Linked DNA regions of Mus musculus: region 2 is linked to region 1. A link is a contact called in public HiChIP or PLAC-seq data. All regions are on one chromosome and are shown on one strand. Each heading gives the region's core, a stretch centred on a gene start, on an enhancer-like site or on the middle of the called end of the contact. The rest is flanking DNA. Distances are from core to core; before and after follow the strand shown.

Region 1 (5,916 bases), core at 334-2,833:
ACCCTGACGCTAAAGAATGTAAGAGGGAAAACCCGAGCAAAGGGAACAAAAGAAGAAATGGCTTGGCTTGGCTCCTCCCGGTTCAGAGATCTGAGCACGTGGGTCGCCAGCCTGCAGTGTCCCAGCGCCGGAGATCGGGGAACCTGCGCAGCTCCTACCTTCAGGGCTGGACCATGGCCGCCCTCCGCCGGTCGCACCTTCCGCTGGCTCGCCGCCTCCCGCGGCCTTTCCGCTCGCCCGCGCCGCTGCAAGGCCCCGCCGCCCTCTGTGGCACAAAGCAGAGCGGCAGTGAGCCTTCCTCCGGGCGGGGCTTCCGGGACGCCACGCGCCCTGGGTCACTCTCGCCAGTGGACTCCGACCCTTAAGCAGCCGGGCCAGCAAGACTCCAGGACCCCCAGAACTCAGAAAAGCTCTGCATGGCGGCTAAAAACACCAGCCTCGTAGCCACCTAACATTAACACTGCGTGGTCTGGTTTTTGATCGCTGCGCCGGGTGAATGCAACACCCAGGGCTTCCTGGAATCTGAAACCGCGGGCAAAACGAAGGTCCACAAAGACGCTATCCATCCGCTCTGGATGACATCAGAGGAGGATGGTCCTATTTCACAAAGTAATGAACTCGGAAAAGTCTGGAACTATTGAAAATGTAGCCCACAGCTAAATGAATGAATATGTGTGTGTGTGTGTGTGTGTGTGTGTGTGTGTGTGTGTGTGTAGTGTCAGTATGTCATATATACTGACACCAGCACTTAAAAGCATAGTTATTCAGTACTAGTACCAACAGTGAGATATATTTACAAAGTGCTATAGCATTATATATATATAAACATTTAGTCTTCACAATGTACTTTTAGATGTATTACCAAATTACCATGTCCATTTCATAGGTAAAGGAAACCGAGCTACATATTGTCAACCAACTTGGGCAAGTTCGAGCTGCCGGTCAACATTGGAGGCGAGACTCAATCCAGGCAGGATTGTCTCTGCTCTGTACTAGTCTGCACCGCCTCCTTCAGTTAGGGAAAGGCTGTGCTGTAGTCCCAGCTGCCCTGTTTAACTGCCTGGGTCAAGAAGGGCAAGCCACTAGGAAACATGCGATTGCCAATTCCAAGGAATTTCATGGGGCTTAGGAAGTGGAAACATTTGTAAAGGCATGAAACTCCTTAATGTTATCACGGATTTATATACTTACTCGTCACAGTGTTATATATACCTCAAGATCACTGCTCTACAAAGAATACCCACTTTCTCTGGTTGCCAGGCATCAGCAGACAAGGGCCAGACCCAAGTCCTCATATCCTGAAGCTTGTGACCCGGGCTGTCTTCTGCTTACCCTAGCTTGTTCCCAGCCTGCTCAGTCGCACATTAAACGATCCCCTCCCGGACATTTCCAAAGCACCACCCCGGAGCGATGCTCCCAGGCCCGCCAGCGACCGTCCCGGGCATCCCAGGTCCCCAGCGGTCAGCTCCACGCTGACACAGAGCTTACATGAACAAGGAAGGTGAAACCACCAGCTCTTCTCGCCCCGCGGTGTCGGCGTCCCGCACCTCCCGCGTGGACGCGAGGCCTGACGGAAGCAAACTGAGGATAAAGAGCTGCGGGTTCCTAGTGGCTCCGGGAAGCCACGCCCTGCTCTTAGTAGGCGGGCGAACTGCCCGTGTCAGAATGACAAAGCAAAAATCCAGTCCCCGCGCAGCCCCGGCAACCTGTCCCGGTTGTCCCCGCAAAGTGAGAGCTCCTAATTGGACCGTACAACATCCTCGCTGCTCGGAACCGCCCCCCGACCCAAAGGCCGCGGCTGCTATTCAAAGAATGTTGGGAACCAGAATCGAGTAAGAGTGTGGAGTGAGTAACCCGGGCTCAGCCCTAAGGCGCTGCTATCTACACAAGCTTGCGTTAGTCACATGAGGAATTTTAAAAATATTGACGCCCGGCACCCATACAGACGATCTGATGCCCCTGGCACTGGCTGTGACCCTGCCAAATAGTTGTTTTCTTAAAAAAAAAAAAAAAAAAAATCCAAAAGTTAATCTAATTGACTGCAAAGGCGGCAGTGACCTAAGGTAATGGATTAGTCAAGTCTGGTGATTCTCTTAAGGAAGTTCCCTGGTTTTTTAAAGCTATGCCTACTTCATCCTGAGTTACCCTGAGAAGAAATGACTAGTTCCCCTTACAATACTTCCTCCTCGTCCCAATCGGGCTTGGGGGTTCACCTTAAGGAAAACACTTGGCACACCACCACCAGCATCGACCAAAGAAGGCCTTGTCCTTTCATGCCTCCTGCCTCTAGGCTACTAAGAATGCTTGGTGAATGAATGAATGAATTGTCTGACCCACTATGGAAAAAAAAAAAAAAAAAAAACTAGGTGAGAAGGTTGCCAGCCTGAAGCCACGCCTTCTGAGAACTGGCCTCCCCACTTTCCTTCTAGGCTCTTCCAAGGTGACAGTAAGAAACTTGCATAAACGGACACACAGGCTGCCAGGCTGACCAGATACTTAGCCCACACTGCCCGCTGCTCATTTCTTGTGTGTGTACAAGCAGTGCTTGAACCGGAGCAGCCCCTGATACGCAAGTGTCAGGACTGGCTACAAAGTGTCTAGCTCCAAAGTGTTCAGGGCAAACGTAGTTAAGGACCAAGGGATGGCAAATCTGATTACCCCTGGCTCCCCAGCCAAGCTCTGTTTGCCGTATTTCAGGCACTGCACATTGGGACAGTCTGTAAAGGAAGGTCATGAACACCCCCTTCTTAAAAATACAGACAGTGCAACTTGTTTCAAGAGTACGACAGGGTAGAGAGAGGCTCTTCTATCACTAAGTTACAATAATGTACTAATGCTGTGATTATAGGATTCTAATAGCTTGACCCTGAAAGTGTCTTACATGGACTGGTCAGAGAGGGATCACAGTTGAGATGTTACTTTTTCTTTTTTTAAAGATTTATTTATTTTATGTATTTGAGTACACTGTCACTGTCTTCAGACATTACAGATGGTTGTGAGCCAACATGTGGTTACTGGGAATTGAACTCAGGACCTCTGGGAGAGCAGTCAGTGCTCTTAACCACTGAGCCACCTCTCCAGCCCCAGTTGAGATTTTTTTTTCTAACAGCTTATTAGAAAAGACTACATATGCCACTGCAACTCCCCACTGCTCTTAAGATAAGCAGACTATAGCACAAGTGGCTAAAACAGCTTCCCTGTTGTGAGGAGATGCAGAGAGCTCTACCCTGGTCCAGTTTAAAAGCAGTTCCTCCTTACCTTTCCCCATAGCTCAAGGACTGCTCATTGTCTACTCAAACACCTTAAACGGCTTTGACTGTGCACGTTCTTATCTTTCTTCCTTGAAAACCAATGTCTAGTCTGTCAATATTCATTTGAAAAGTCACCTCCTCTGGGTGGGGTTCCCACGGAGGATTAACTGTCCCTTGCTCTCTGTGGTCCCCAAGTACCTACTAATAAATAACTGCACATCTTCTAAATCTATCCAAACGTTTGTAAAGCAACCCCGTGTTTGATTTCTTGTCTCTCCAGAATGCGGTATCATAGCCCAGAAAACAATGCGAAATCCTTCTGTTTCTGAACTGTCATCTCAGCTGAGATAGATGATCGGGGGCCCTACTGCATCAACAGCAGTATAAAACACCCCACCTAGAGAGAGCGCACTCAGGTACAATAATCACTGCTCACACCTTCATCTCTCTAGGGCCCCTTGAGATCAAGGCTACGTTTCTCAATGGTCCAGACAAGGTAAGACCCACCCTTGTTTGGAGAGGTTTGTTTGTTTTGTTTTGTCAAAACAGGGTTTCTCGGGCTGGTGAGATGGCTCAGTGGGTAAGAGCACCCGACTGCTCTTCCGAAGGTCTGGAGTTCAAATCCCAGCAACCACATGGTGGCTCACAACCATCCGTAACGAGATCTGACGCCCAAATAAATAAATAAATAAATAAATAAATCAAACAAACAAAAAAAAAAAAAAAAAAAAACAGGGTTTCTCTGTGTAGCCCTGGCTGTCCTGGAACTTGCTCTGTAAACCAGGCTAGCCTCAAACTCAGAGATCCCCTTGTCTCTTGCCTCCCAAGTGCTGGGACTAATAAAGATGTGTGCTGCTGCTCCCTGCCCCCACCCCCTGGCTAAAACCCACTATTGTTAGTGCTAGCTGTCCACATAGTCTGCACCCTACTTAGGCAGCAAACCATTGTTGGAGAAACACAATTGCTGGCCCTGCCCAGCAATTCTTTCTTCCTGTCATATTTCCCCAGCTGCCACGATGCCTCTTTTATTTTTTCCTTCTTTTCTCGAATTTCTAACATCACTACCGCATCTTGCCCTCCCTCTGCTCATGACCTAGTTTCTGACTTAAGAAACCAGAATCGGCCAGACGGGACTCCCCAGCATTCAACACCCCCACCCCCACAAACACCCCCACCCCCGTGGTCAGCAAACCACTGAAGTCTTTACTATGGCTCCCAGTAGAAGAAAAGCAAGGTTCTCACAGCTCTTGCTTTCTCCATACAACACCTTCGCCTGCAAAGACAGCCCTTGGTCACCATCCATTTCTTGATCTGTACCTGATCATTATTTCTGTCATGCAGACACATTGTGTGCCTCTCATTTCAGAGGAGCTGTTCACTGCATCCTTTCACAGAGCAATGGCAGTGGGATGGGTGCTGGGAGAGCTCCCTGTACTCAAGAACAAGAAAAGGGAGCAGGGAGGTAGGGACTATCTAAGGATGTACCTGTGGGGGAGGAGGCTAAAGGGAAAAGGCAGCACGAGAGGGCCAGAGGGCACAAGACACAAAGAAGCACCAAGATGTGAGCTTGCTGCACTCACCCAGCCAGGCAGCCAGAGAGTCAGGGAGAAATGGTAGAAAGGACAAAGGACGCAAGGGCCAGGAGGAAGTCTGAAGGCAGAAGCCATAAAGGCTCAGACTAATGAGGCAGCAGCTACAGCTGAGGGTAAGCACAGGATGTCAGACGGTCCGGTCGGAATGAGAGATGCCAGAGGAACATAAGAACCTACCATCCAGATCCAGGCCGTGGCAACTGGGTAAGTCAGTGGTGGCACTCTTTGGAACAGGGACAGTCAGAGAAGGAAACAATCCAGAGTCTAACTTGAGAGCTCTATTTTCAACTTTCTTTCTAAATGGAGATTTTCAATAGGCAACTGGATATATAGATCTGGAGGTCAGAGCTAAAAGTAAAAATCAGAGAGAAATTAGGGGAGTCCAATATAAAGGACAGAGTGTCCATACACTATATGCAACAGCTGGGCGTGGTGGCACAGGCCTTCGGTCCCAGCACTCAGGGGCTGTAAACAGATAGATCTCTATGAGTTTGAGGCTAGACTGGTTCACAAAGTGAGTCTGAAGGCAGCCAAGAGTCTCAAAAATAAACAAACAATAGGATAAAAAAGCAAACCCAGCAGTGGGGTGTGAGTGTAAAGGAGCCATGAGATTAAAAGGGCATCAGTTAACAGTTAGGGCTCTTGCTTGTAGCAATGCTTGAGAAGTGAGGCCAAGATCACGAGTTCAAGGTTATCCTCAGGCTGGGAGTTTGAGGTCAGCCAAGACTACAGGAGACCCTGTCTCGAACTCAAAGAACTGGCTCAGTGGTTCAGAAGGTCCTGTGGGCTGGAGATTCAAGTGGCACTCTGCAGGGGGGTGCTTTCTCTCCAGTGGGCCTCTGGCGCATGCTCGAGTTACTGAGAGGGAATCTTCACTCTGGGTCTACTGATTTCAATGTTAATTACACTTCTAAGATACCTTCCCCAGCAACATCTAGTGTTTAACTAAATGAGTGGGTGACCATAGCTGTGTCAAGTTGACACACAAAGTTAATTCTCACACTCTGGTACCACATGAGGTCACCCAGGGAGTTAGTGTATTTAGGGAGAAGAAGGTGGCCCAGAGACAGCCC
Region 2 (6,069 bases), core at 2,074-4,573, 710 kb before region 1:
AATTTCACAGCTGGGGTCACCACAATAGGAGGGTACCCAGCTCAGCAGGTGAAGAACCGCTGGCCCAGCCCAATTCCACAGGCCACCTACTATCTGCCTCTTGTCACTTTCCTCTCATCTAACCCAAGAACTAGAACGCATTCTCTCCTCCTCTTCTGTTAGGAAGGAGCACAGAAGTCTTTTGCTACTTAAAAGTATTTTTTAACTCCTCTAAACTCCAATTCCTCTAAACTCCAGGGAGACTAAATAGTAAGTAAGATAATGAATGGGATTATACATTTAAGAGTGTGTGTGTGTGTCCAGGTGTCCATAGAGGCCACTGGCTCTGCTGGAGCTGGAGTTACTGATGGTTGTGAGGGGTAGAAATCTGAACACAGGCCCTCTGAAAAAGTACCAAGCTCTTTTAACTGTTGGGCCATTTTTCCAGCCCCTCACATGTTTTCATTTAAACCTCCAAAGGATTTGAAACGACAAACACATTCATATACATTTTTCTTTAGTTTCTTTTTAAAGTAAAACAAATTTTGGGGGGCTGGAGAGATGGTTCAGCAGTTAAGAGCACCGACTGCTCTTCCAGAGGTCTTGGGTTCAATTCCTGGCAACCACATGGTGGCTCACAAACATCTGTAATGGGATCTGATGCCTTTTTCTGGTGTGTCTGAAGAGAGTGACAGTATACTCATATAAATAAAATAAATATATCTTTAAAAAAATTTTTTTCATACAGTATTTGGATGTTTTCCCCTTCCCTAGTTCTCTGCAGATCCTCTCTGCCTTCCTACCTACTCAAATAAATACAAAACAACAAACAAAAGCCCACAAAAACCATATAAAACAAAAACGGGAGGGTATGGAGGGGGGCAGAAGTACATATACATATAAAAACATGTAATTTGTTTTATGTTGGCCAACAGCTCCTGGACATGGGCCCTGAATGTGGTTGATTTTTTTCCTTTTGCCAGCAGGTATCAATAGCAAATATTTTCTTGGTTAGGGGTGGGATCCTGTATCCACTTTCCCATCTCACTACTGAAACTCCCTCTGGCTAGAAATTGTAATGGTCTTTTGTGTGATGCCACAGTCTCCGAGCTAACTCTCCTATTCTAGACTTCTCTTTATCAATACATAACACTATATTCTATTTTCCCTTCCTGGGGAGACCCTCCTCTTCCCCCTGGTACCTGACCTCTTAGTTATTCAGATGCAAACACATACTCATCTTCTGAGGGTCTGGGTTACCTCACTCAAAATGTTCTTTTCTAGCTCCATCTACAAATTTCATCATTTTATGTTTCTTAACAGCTGAGCGATATTCCACTGTATAAGTGTCCCCATCTTCATTATCCATTCTTCTGCTGAGGAACGTCTATGCTGTGTCCACTTCCTGGCTATTATGAATAGAGGGGCAGTGACCATGGATGAGCAGGAATCTCTGCAGTAAGATATAGAGTCCTTATTCCCAAGAGCAGATAGCTGGATCTTGAGGTTGACTGATTCCTGACTTCCTGAGGAACCACACTGATTGGCTGTACATGTTTGCACTCCTACCAATGAATGAATGCTCTCCTTTCCCTCATCCTCAACAGCCATCTTCTGTTTTATATCTTGGCCATTCTGAATGGGATTAGATGAAATCCCAAAGTAGTTGTAATTTCTATTTCCCCGATGGCGAAGGATGTAGTACTGCTTTGTTCTCAGCTATCTGTGCCTCATCTTTCTTTGCTTAGCTCTGTACTCCATTTAACTGGGTTATTTTCTGGATGGTCAGTATTTTTAGTCTTTATGTATTTTAGATATTAACCTTCTATCAGACTGGCAATCGGTAAAGATGTTTTCCAGTTCTTTAGCTGTCACTCTGCCCCAGTGATAGAGTCCTTTGAGTCCCTGAGCTTCCCAGCTAATGGACTTCCATTTATTCATCACTGGTCTTTGGGCCAATGCTACCAGTGTCCTGTCCAGAAAATCCTTCTTGTGCCAATGAGTTTAAATCTATTCTTACTTTCACTTCTCAGATTTGGGAAACTGCTCTTATGCTGAGGCCCCTGACTCCTCTGTAGTTGAGTTTTGTACAGTATGGGTCTATTGTACAGTACAGAATGGGTCTACTGAATTTTTCTACATGTATCCATCGCTTGACCAGCACCAACACTTGCTGAAGATACCGTCTTTTCTCCAGTGTCTACTTTTGACTTTTTGTTCAAACGAGGTGTCCACAAGTAGGTGTGTGTGTGTGTGATATCTGGGTCTTCAATTTGATTCCACTGATAACGTGTCTGTTTGTAGGCCACAACCATGCCACTTTTATTATTACGGCTCTGTATTACAACTTGGTATCTGGGATGATCATATGTCTGGCAGTTCTTTTATTATTCAGGATTATTTTAACCATCCTAAGCTTTTGTGTTTCCATATGCAGTTGAAGATTGTTTTGTTCAATTTCTACTTAGAACTGTGTTGGTATTTTGATGGGAATTGTATTGAATCTAAAGATTGCCTTTTGTAAAACGGGCATTTTCATACTATTAATCCAAAAGAATAGGTGGTCTTTCCATCTTCTGGTGTCTTCAATTTCTTTTCTTCACTCTCAACATTTTTATTGTATAAGTCTTTCACTTGTTTGGTTAGAGTTATCCCAAGATACACATATTTTTTTAAGCTATTATAAAAGACACTGTTTCCTGACTTCCACTATGTCTGTCATTTGTATATAAGAAGACGGCTGACTTCTGTGGGCTAAGTTTATATCCTACTACTTTACAGGTTAAATATGTCTTATCATTCTCTGAATGTCCTCAGTGTCTGTTGTAATCCTCCCCTCTATGTGTAATTTTATTAATTTAGATCTTCTCTTCTGTCCTTTGATTAATTTGGCTAAGTGCCTGCTAGTCTGCTTCCTAAGCACATGTAAGAAAGCACTAATCCAGGATTGACTATTTCTGACTAGCAAAGTGGCAGAGCCAGTTTCCCTGAACCTTACTAGCTCTGTGTTGAAGAGATGTGCTCAATTTAGAGAACAAAGGAATATAACAGAGGACAGTGTCCTGAGAGAGTGGCACAAGACTGAGGCTTGTGACATACTCTAGTTTTACCTTGTCAGCTAGAGGATTATCACATTAGACTGCACTTTTATGTACCACTGGGAAAGCTAAAAGCAGAATAAGAAATGGTAAGCATCCAAGGCAGGCAAGACAGAGAAGCCTTGGGCTAGTGAGATGGCTCAGCGCCGAAGATCCTGAGTTCAAATCCCAGCAACCACATGGTGCCTCACAACCATCTGTAATGTGATTTGGTGCCCTCTTCTGGAATGCCTGAAAACAGCTACAGTGTACTTACATATAATAATAAATAAAAATAAATCTAAAAAAAGAGAGAGCAGCTTTTGGTGGGAGTCTTCAAGTATGTTAACTGCTCACGCCACAAACAACCTGTTTGTCTTTACTGTTACGGACAGAATACATAACACAGATGACTTTCCTAGTAAGAACCATTAGAAGAGCTTGGTAACACTCGCGGAAAGCATCAAAGAGCTCCCAGGAAAATGAGGAAGTGAGTGGTCAAGCTCTGGGGGGAACCTAGAGCAGTGAGGCTGACACTGAAGCTGCTTCTCAGAGGCTCTGTCAGAAACAGAGAACAAGGGCAGAAACCAGCTCATGGCCCGATAAGAAGACAAAGATGGTGGCTAAGGAAATGGCTCAGTGGGCAACACACTCAAGGGTGCCCAAGTTCAGGTCACTAGACCCATTTAAAAAGCTGGGCACAGGGGTGCCTGTCTATAAACCTAGCTTAGAGGAACAGACATCTCCCAAAGGAATTGCTACTCGGCTGCTCCAGCTCAAACAGTGAGCTCCAGGTTCAGTGAGAGACTACCTCAAAAGTGAGGTGAAGAACAATTGAGGAAGACATCTAATACTAAGCTCTGTCCTCCACATACATCCACAGAATCAAGCGCATCCACACACGTACACTCACTCTCTCACTCACAAACCAAACAAAACCAGACTGAGGGAAAATATACACTGTTTACAGAAGACACACATTCCATGTAAGAAGCTACAAAGGCTGCATGGAAGGCTCAGTAAAGACACATCATGTAGACATTAGCCAAAAGAAACACTGTGCAACGGCGTTAGTATCCGACACAAATGATCTCCAACAGAAAGCATCAGTAGAGAGCAACATGTATTGCTACTTCCTGGGACATGTTGATCTCTAGTGATGCTTTTTGTTGGAGATCATTTGTGTCTGATATTAATACAGTTGCACACAGACTAAATACATGTAATCTTTTAAATTAAAGGTAAAAGAAATCCTCATGTATCTGGAAATAAAAAGATAATCTTTCAAGAACACCCAAAGGAGCGCTGGCAAGCAGGTAAGGGCACTTGCGGCTAAGCTTGACGGCCCGAGTGTGCTCTTCAGGACCTCGCCTTTCATAAACATAAATGTACTTACCCAGGGAGCTAGAGGCACTGACTCCCCTAAAGCCAGGCAATCAAACATGGGATCTTTGCAGGAGCAAGTGCTCCCACCGCGAGCTATCTCTGTAGCTCCTCATTCTGTTTAAATATAAACATAACCCTCCTTTCCAGAGTTGTGGCCGAGTGTAACTCCTGTAAATTCAAGTCACAAATTTGAAATTATACCCAAAACATTCTAAGAACACACAACTACCTGTATGAAAACATTGCATCTGTTGGTGAGGTCTTCAGCAAATGTATCCATCCTCTGCTCTTTAGATAACATAGACTCCATCTTCATCATCCATGAGCTCACAAAGACGTAGTAAGACTGCACATCTCTAGCAAAGGAACACAAAAATATATGTCCACGTCTCATATGACAAGAGTAAAATACCCCTTCCAGCAGTAATTGTATGCTCAAGCCTTCAAAAGGAATCCTATATGCACACATAAGTTACTGAACTTATAACTATGCAGTGAGTACCTATGCAAGACAGACATTAATTCTAGCTGAGAGCACAGCAGATGAAAACTCCTGGCACCACAAAGCTTGGATTCTAGGAAGGACAGTTATAGGCTAAAGCAATAACCAAAGTCAAAACCATTTTTAAGTGTCTGGTGATACATCCTGGGGGACGCGGGGGCAGACAGGGACACAGACCAGGGCCTGAGGTAATTCTATAATTTTAAGTAACATGATCATAGTGTGGATGATTCTGAGCCATGATCTAGCCAGATTAATAAGATGTGCAAAACAAGTACAAAAGCCCTAAGGCTTTGGGAACTATACCCAGCTTGTTCAGTAATAACAAAAACCCAGGATGGCTAGAGTGCAAAGAGAAAGAGGGACAGAAGAGCAGATCAGACATAGAGGGAGGGTGGGAGGGGGAGGGACTAGGCTAAGGTCTTGTCTAAGAGAAGCCACTGGAGAGGAATGGTTCTAAGGATCACTATCACTTTGCCTAATGTGTTAAAAATAAGCCATCGTAAAGAAAACATCTATAAAGCAACTATAATGATGCAGGAGGAAGAAGACAACATCTTCAGTGAGAGTAAAAACAATGGGAACAGAGGCTAGCAAGATGCTCAGCAGTTAAGAGCACTTTCTACTCTTGCCAAGAACCCGAGTTTAGTTCTCAGCACCCACATGGCAGCTCACAACTCAAGTTACAACTCCAGCTCCAGGGGATCGGCCTCTGTGGGCACCTACACATACATGGCATACAGAGCCAGGCACATATAGGTTTTGGTTTTAATGGAAAAAAAATAGTAAAAGAAGCCAGAATCTAAATTTAAAAGCTAATTTGAATGTTTATGCTATACCAATAACTGTGCTAAACTTGACACAAATTAGTTCATTCAAACCCCATATTAACCTTATGCAGTAGTTAGAAAACTCAGGCCCTCAGGAGGACTTTAAACAAGTATAAATATACTCACCTCATGCCTGTCACTGGGGTGGGGGGTGAAACATCCTTATTACTGTTATCTGCATGGGTTAAACTGAGCCCCTACCCAGATAAAGCAGGACCTATCACATACCCATGTTACACATGCCTCACTCCCCTGCCTCAGTCACACAGTATAAGTCACACATTAACTAAATCTG

What was found. HiChIP or PLAC-seq counts read pairs in DNA pulled down with a chosen protein or histone mark.
Region 2: an H3K4me3 HiChIP or PLAC-seq map of bone marrow-derived macrophages shows a contact between it and region 1, with 4 times the contacts expected there. The contact joins the enhancer-like site here to the promoter of Txnrd1 in region 1. A contact is called at or near these places in 3 of 484 Hi-C or Micro-C datasets (bone marrow-derived macrophages and embryonic stem cells), 9 of 115 datasets of contacts at active chromatin or transcription factors (the 230-238 cell line, bone marrow-derived macrophages, embryonic midbrain and 6 more) and 1 of 9 other capture datasets (adipose tissue).

Annotation. Positions count from the first base shown.
Region 1 is chr10:82,854,873-82,860,788 of GRCm38.p6, reverse strand. Txnrd1 (thioredoxin reductase 1) reads right to left here and starts at 1,583. Exons shown (of 15, transcript NM_001042513.1): 1 at 1,489-1,583; 2 at 159-265. Gm38560 (predicted gene, 38560) reads left to right here and starts at 1,781. Exons shown (of 4, transcript NR_156010.1): 1 at 1,781-1,832; 2 at 3,532-3,667.
Region 2 is chr10:83,563,140-83,569,208 of GRCm38.p6, reverse strand. Washc4 (WASH complex subunit 4) reads right to left here. Exons shown (of 33, transcript NM_001033375.2): 14 at 4,672-4,798. Among named protein-coding and RNA genes, the nearest start is that of Washc4, 22 kb to the right of the region's middle. Within about 2 kb of position 3,323, at least 17 of the 459 cell types and tissues checked have an H3K27ac peak or open chromatin away from gene starts, as enhancers often do. A contact at or near this core is called in the 230-238 cell line and bone marrow-derived macrophages, where this site is marked.